Linked DNA regions of Gossypium hirsutum: region 1 is linked to region 2. A link is a contact called in public Hi-C data. All regions are on one chromosome and are shown on one strand. The core of a region is the stretch at or near the end of the contact, and the rest is flanking DNA. Distances in the headings are between cores, read along the strand shown.

The links. Hi-C and Micro-C count contacts between places; a contact is called where the count stands out from the background.
Region 1: a Hi-C map of leaf shows a contact between it and region 2, with 2.9 times the contacts expected there. The contact joins the enhancer-like site here to the promoter of LOC107896233 in region 2. A contact is called at or near these places in 18 of 34 Hi-C or Micro-C datasets (anther, callus, fibers and 4 more).

Annotation. Positions count from the first base shown.
Region 1 is chrA08:9,138,300-9,141,883 of Gossypium_hirsutum_v2.1, forward strand. It overlaps the pseudogene LOC107951432. Among protein-coding and RNA genes, the nearest start is that of LOC107952205, 33 kb to the left of the region's middle. Within about 2 kb of position 1,327, at least 6 of the 9 cell types and tissues checked have an H3K27ac peak or open chromatin away from gene starts, as enhancers often do. A contact at or near this core is called in fibers and leaf, where this site is marked.
Region 2 is chrA08:8,995,257-8,998,812 of Gossypium_hirsutum_v2.1, forward strand. LOC107896233 (ras-related protein RABD2a) reads right to left here and starts at 1,734. Exons shown (of 8, transcript XM_016821376.2): 1 at 1,413-1,734; 2 at 525-597; 3 at 147-194; 4 at 2-49. The coding sequence starts at 1,426. It overlaps LOC107952496, which reads left to right and starts at 2,721. Exons shown (of 4, transcript XR_001698819.2): 1 at 2,721-3,126; 2 at 3,324-3,441; 3 at 3,525-3,556.

The DNA of each region.
Region 1 (3,584 bases), core at 77-2,576, 140 kb after region 2:
AAACTGGCTGTATCTCTCGCGCATCAATCATGAGAAACAATTCTTGCATATACAAGCCAAAGAATGTCAAAAGGAATACAAAGGAACAAGTAGAGAGTTGCTAACAGCTAGTGATTACAACACAGCAAAGGCATTCACCTCCTCAGGAGGAAGCCTAAACAGTTGGCGATATTCTTCACTCCTCAATGCTGCTGGAGACTGAAATTTAAAAGCATCACAGTTAGTCATAAATGCTAGAAGTTTTAAATTCAACAAAAGCAAAATACACATATAACCTTTTCTTCAATGCATTTTTGGTTTGCTCATTTTTGAAACGGAACAGAATATTAAGTCGTCATACCTACTTACTATAATCAGTCCATGTTTTATTCCCTATGCATTAACTAGAACTTCTTATAGACCATCCTCTTTTCAATCTCTTGTTAGATCAAAATATTTATAAATAATATTTCTCATTTCTAGAACACCAATCAAACAATATTCCCCGTTTATTTTGAATTGTGCTTGTTACAAAAGCAGCTTTCTTATTTTGTTACCATCCAGATGATCTCTCCCTTATTCGTCCCTTGCTTGCATTATATATACATGAATTCGGCAACAATTTCTGGCTTTCATATAATTCCCACGGCACTAAACTTACTGCTGGTTTACAGGGTGCTATACCATGCGACAAGATTGATGGAACTTAAAATGCCGATAGCTTACAACTTTGTAGTACTAATCGAGATGGTCCTTAGCTACATAAATACCAAGTCCTTGCAAAACTTTCAGGAACTAATTTACGAACTTAACCATGAAAACAGAATAGCTTCAACCTATTCCTAATAATAGAAAGTTGAAAGTAATTATACCAATATAAGGGTAATTTGTTTCAACCATACGCATAGCAAACTTAAAATCAAAACAGAAGCCAAACCTATATTCTCGCCTTTTCCCTAGCTGTTGTAAAAGGAGCAGAGAAACGAATTAAGTTACTAGAGTGTGATAGGAAAAGGAACCTGAATGTCAACTTCTCTGTAACTAGGATTAGGCGAAGAATTGGAAGGATCATAACGATCGGGAGTGCTGGTGGTAGACGAACCATTCGGCGAAGTTGAAGAATCGGAAACGACATTGGAAGCTCGTTGAGAAAGAGAAGGATCCAAGGGCGGCCTCGGCAGGTCTATCCTCTCTGCGGCGGCGGACGCCACTTCCATATCAAACGGAAAGAACCAAAGAGCAACGGCGGAGATCTAAGTTTTCGTGCTTTTTTTTTTGGGGGGGGTGGAAGCGTAGTTGGTGGAAAGTAGAAGCAAACAACAGCGCAGTTTTGCAGTCAATTTCAGTGCGGCGCCAAGCCTTCAAGGAGAGACGTTGACAATATTTACGCGCGAACCGTCGATTCCCTGGGTGGTCCCTTTCCACGTGCGGAAGTCAAAACAGTCCGTCGAGCTTTTTCTTTTATCATTTTTCTCCCTCTATTCAGGGCGGAGCTAACAGAATTCCACTTGTTGCGATTTCAGTTGGTGCTTTGTAACCAATTCTCTTAATTTAAAATTTCCTTTTTTAAGAAGTTTTTATGATTATATAATTAACCGAAAAATCAGTAAACTTTAATTTAATATATAATTTAAGCATTTTGATTTCTTGTACTCTTAAAATTTTAATTATATTCAAATATATACATAAAATTTTATTTTAATTTAATTATACATATCTAAATAAATAAATAAATAAATACATTAAAATATTATTATATTAAATAAATATAATTATTTGTATATACAATATATAAACATGAAATGATATTATATTAATAGTTGTATTAATAATACGTAAAAATTAGATCAATTAAAATTATATATATAAAATTACATAAAATTAAAATTTATTATATAAAATTATACATTAAATGAAACTTCATTCATATATAATTTGAAGATTTATAATTATAATAACAAATAAAAACATGTTAGGATGGATTGAAAATTAAATTTAGAGTTTATTGAATAGAAAAATATTAAAATTTAAACACATAATAATTTAAGTTGAACTCGCACGTTAAAATCTCAAACACAACAAAAGTCTCACTGGGATTTAAAATTTCATATTAATATATGATTTATTTTAAAAATTACTTCACTCTAAATTGTAAGACATTAATTATATATATACAAGTACTAAAATTTGTCGTTACATCTAAAAACAATAAAGGGTAAATTATACTCAAAGTCACTAAATTATTAATAAGTTTACGTTTTCATAATTTAACTTCAAAAAGTTACAAAATAGTTACTGAACTATTCAAAAGTTTTCATTTGAGTCACTAGATTGTTAAAATCTCTATTGTATGGTCTTCTCAATTTGCATCGTTTGCACCAATCGAAAGTTCTTATTTCTCTTCTCTTCTATGGTCATTTTTTTCATGAAACAACTTTAAATGTTATGAATTTTGCAAACCGAAAGCCAAACAACTTTCTTCTCCGATCTCTAACACTGGCCATTAGATTGACTTGGATCTAAAGTATGTTTTTCTATTCGTAGATGAGTATCAATACATTGTATCGATCATCGAATTGTCACTTAGAGCTCACTAACTGAACTTAATACTTAACAGTTCAGTGACTTAAATAAAAACTTTCAAATAGTTCAGTGACTTAAATGAAAACTTTTGAATAGTTTAGTGATCATTTTGTAATATTTTGAAGTTAAGTGACCAAAACATAAACTTGCTAATAGCTTAGTACTTGGGGTGTAGTTTACCCTATAATAAATAACTAAATTAAAATTGTGAATCAATTGAATAATTAAATTAAGGCTCCGTTTGTTTCACTAAAAATGACTTCTGGAAAATGATTTCTGAAAAATGATTTATTTTTCTAGAAAAGCTAATATTTCTGGTGTTTGGATGAATTTGTGTAGAATATTTTTTTATCATTTGACAAATTTCCTGAAAATATTTCATAAAAGTTATTTTCAATGAAACAAACATACATTTGAGATTATGATAAGTAGTGAATTGATTAAAAAATGATGTTAAGGTGAAATTATAATAAATAATGAATCTTCATGGTGTTAAGAATTAAATTGTAAACTTTGTGAAATTTATAATTGAAACAAAAGAAATGATATCCATGAAAATTTGTCATGTGAAATAAGATATTATAATGAATTATTTGATTAAAGTGCTTATATGGTGAAAAATAAATTACATGTCAATAGGGACTAAATTGAAAATTGTACAAAAGTTTAATTGTGAAACAATTAATTATGTGAATAAGAAAATTACGGTGAAGTTTAATGAATGTGTTATGTGATGATGAAATATGCATAAAGAATTGTAAAAGTAAAATTATGAAAAAATATGGAACTTTTATGGTAACAAAGACTAAACTGTTAAACCTGAGAAAATATGTTGATGAAATAATAGAAGTGAAATACATAGAAATTCTATATGTGAAACAAAATATTAAGATAAATTATGTGATTAAAATGTAACAAGAAAGAAAATTGATTTGGTATGATTAATTAGTGAATATTGAACTTTTATGACAAAAATGGACTAAAATGAAAACTTATGAAAGTTTATAAGAAAATATTTGATA
Region 2 (3,556 bases), core at 484-2,983:
CAATTTGAAGTTTAATGGTCTTCCCATCCTGCTCCACAGTGCGTATTTTCTACCAAAAAAAGAAAGCAAGAAGACAAGAAATTAGAATAATTGCCATAAATTTTGGCACTTAAAAGTCAAACTAACACTAAGGACTGTGTACTCACAAAATCAACCCCAATGGTGCTTATGTAACTTTCTACATATGAATCATCCTGCATTAAATAAATTACATAATGATCAGTTTCAAGATTTAGTCCCGCATAACCATCTGAAAATATCTGGAGACTTGATATTTCCAAATATAAAAAATATATATAATTCAGCTACCAAAATTGTCCTCCATCGAAGTACAAATTTTATTCTCACTATGCATTATATAAGCAATGGAACATTTAAATCAATTATTACTCATTAGTATAATCCATAACATCAAAAGCGAATATAAATATAAAGGTGCTCATACAAATATCTTGAATGTGCAACAGAACTCTAAAAAGTAAAGAGATTTAATCTCAAATGCCAATTTAAGTCAAGAAACTTACAGCAAATCTCAAAAGAAGGCAAGATTTTCCAACACCTGAATCTCCAATAAGAAGTAGCTTGAAAAGATAGTCACTGCAAAAGTGTGCAACCACAGATAATATTAACATACTTCTCAATGATGTAAGAACATGATATCTCTAATTATACCACGCACAACAAAAAGTTGATTTCCATAAACGATGCAAAACAGACAACACAAAGAGACTATTTCAGAAACCAAAACTAAAGTTGATATTGTCAGCAATAAAAACTCAGAACACCAAATTATTTACCAAAGGTCAACCCTAACAATTCCGCGTCATTGACGGTTGAATTCTTAATTTTGTTGGTGCCTCAATATAAAATTCATTTCAATTCCATTCAAGTTAGAGCAAGTGAGCATATGTTTGCTACATCACCCTTGAAAAGTTCAATCAATGGACACTTTTTCGAGTTAGATTTGCTTCTTCATCACAAATAATCGATTTGGCAAAGACATCGGAACTTACAGTATATCTTAATACTATTTAGAATCCAGTTCAAACCAAAATCCATTTAATTTTTTCTTATACCATATAGATACTACAAAGGAAGGGCGTGAATAATTGAAGAACGCATCAAAGCTCGCATCTTTTCCTCCTTTTTTTTTTCACTAAATCCCAGAGAGAAACCCCAGTTGGAAATAAGACAACTTTAGAAACAAATACAGACGAGAAAAGAAAATCCCAATTCCATCAACAGATCTAAGAGCAAAACCTAGCGACTTTCAACACCGAGAATTATAGTTTCTTACAAAAATTTCGAGCGTCATCGCACCACCAAGAAGAAAAATAACGTCACGAAATAATAAAACAGCGCAAAAAAAAAGTTAAAAATACTACTAAAATAAAAATAAAGAGAGAACTTACTATTCGGGATTCATGGTAGGCTGAAGAAAATAGAAAGATCGAAGGGTGAGATCGTCGAACTCGAAATGAAATTTCCGGCTATAGATCACAAAGATCTGACACCGTTTCGCCGGAAAAATTCGGCTGAAGTAAGGAGAAAAAGAAGAAGAAAGATAAAAGGGGGCAAAAGCAGAGATGAGAAGACACGCAAACGCAAGAGGGTGGAAGCCTGAAGCCTGAAGCAGAGAGAGTATATTTAAAATTGAAGTAAACGGCAATTCTTCGTTTGGTTCTAAGGAACTCTTTGGATCTGGGTCTGGAGTCGATTGAACTGGGCCATTGACGTTTACTCAAGAAACAAACAATAATGGATCTGATCAAGTTCCAGTGTTTGTTTTTGGGGCTGGGCTTTGTGGCTCACTTCATTACTGTTTAAGAAAAATGCAACGGTGGATTTGAATTTCTTTTTCGTTTTTAAAGGTCAAAAATTATAAATAAATAAATTTCCTTTGCAATTTATTTCTCCGAACAAAAAATCATCAAGGACTAGTTTTTTATTTTCTTTTTTCTTTAATTTTTTCTAAAATATTATTTTATTATTTTATTTTATTTATTGTCACATAACACACAAAATTAAAGAATCTAAGGAGTGATTTCACTTAGTACTCTCATAACCCAAACTTCCCAATTGCACAAAATTATTCTTTGAAAAGTCCTTGTAATTGATTGAAAACCCCAAGAATAATTCTCAGTAAAAAAATAATTTACTGAAAATTCAATGATTTTGAGAAACATAGGTTCAAATTATGGAGTAAACTTATCGATTTAGGATTTAGTAATCTCTTGATTGTAGGCTCACTTTTATACTCTTTTTCCATTTTTAGTCTTTAAAAAAATGATTGAAAACTCAATTTAATGTCATCTTTCATCAATTTACAATGCTTACGGTGGGTTTGGATGGGCAGTACATTTAATTACGGTTAGTGTAAAAACATTGGTGGTAGTGATATTAGATACTATAGCGATACTGTAATGTGTGACAAAAAATAAGTTAAATGCACTGCACCATACCCTACCGCCTATCTAAACCCACCCGTAATTGGCACAAAATTCTTACCTTCCATTATGATGATATATGCCACCAAAAATACTAACGCATTATCAATTTCCTTATTGTTATTCTCAATTAATTGTTATTATTAATTATTTATTATAAAAACTCAATTGTAATGGTCACTGATATTGAGGGTACAAATTTGGCAAAGATTGAATCATGTTGGCCATTGGCATATGCCTCTTTTAAGTGTCAATACAAGGATAATGCTAACGCTTCGTTTGGTTCAATGTAATGGCAAAGCTATTACAAGATGGTTCCAATTTCTATAGTAAAGCAGAGGTTTGGTTCATTGGAATGCTTAGAACACCGAATGGCGATTACAACTTCATTCCGAAAATTATTGCATAGTCATTCAGAGAAGGAGGTGCCGAATTGGCTATTCTAGCCTCTCCACCAAATGACCTTATTTTCCCTTTCGAAAACACCCTCAGATTGAAATTTCTCAATGATTTCACTTTTTCTTTTCTTTAGCCATCAACAATCTCACGCTCAAATCAACCTGAAAGGAAGCAAATCAACCTGAAGGCCAAAGACCCACACTTCGTTTACCGCTCCTGAGCGGTTCCAACCTATCACTGGAATTGCCTGGTGCTCAGTAAGGCCCTGCTTATTTTGATGGTAATTTTTTTTCTTTCTCTTGAATAGAGAAGTAAATCAATGGCTTATAGTCATATTCATTCAAGAAGTTATCCATTATCTACATGGTCCAAAAACAAGGTTGATAAATTGAAACTTTCAGGTCTCATTTTCCTTTTCCAGGTTGCCATATTATTTTACTGAACATTTGTAATTGAAAAGGTTGAACTTTTTTCTAGGTTTAAACGAAGCAGCATTTTCATTAGGTCATGGGCTTTCAATTTGCAGAACTCCCTATGTTAAATGTTCACAAAAGCTGGGTGAACAATCACTGGGCATTTCCAGAGTTGTTGATAAGTGGGTCTCATTTAAAAGATTGAATTCAATTTATCAAAATCTTGAATTAGAAGCCCAAAGTTACTAAATTTTTTAGGGTGCAGGAAACCAGTGAAAAAGGTTGGAAAGAACGAGC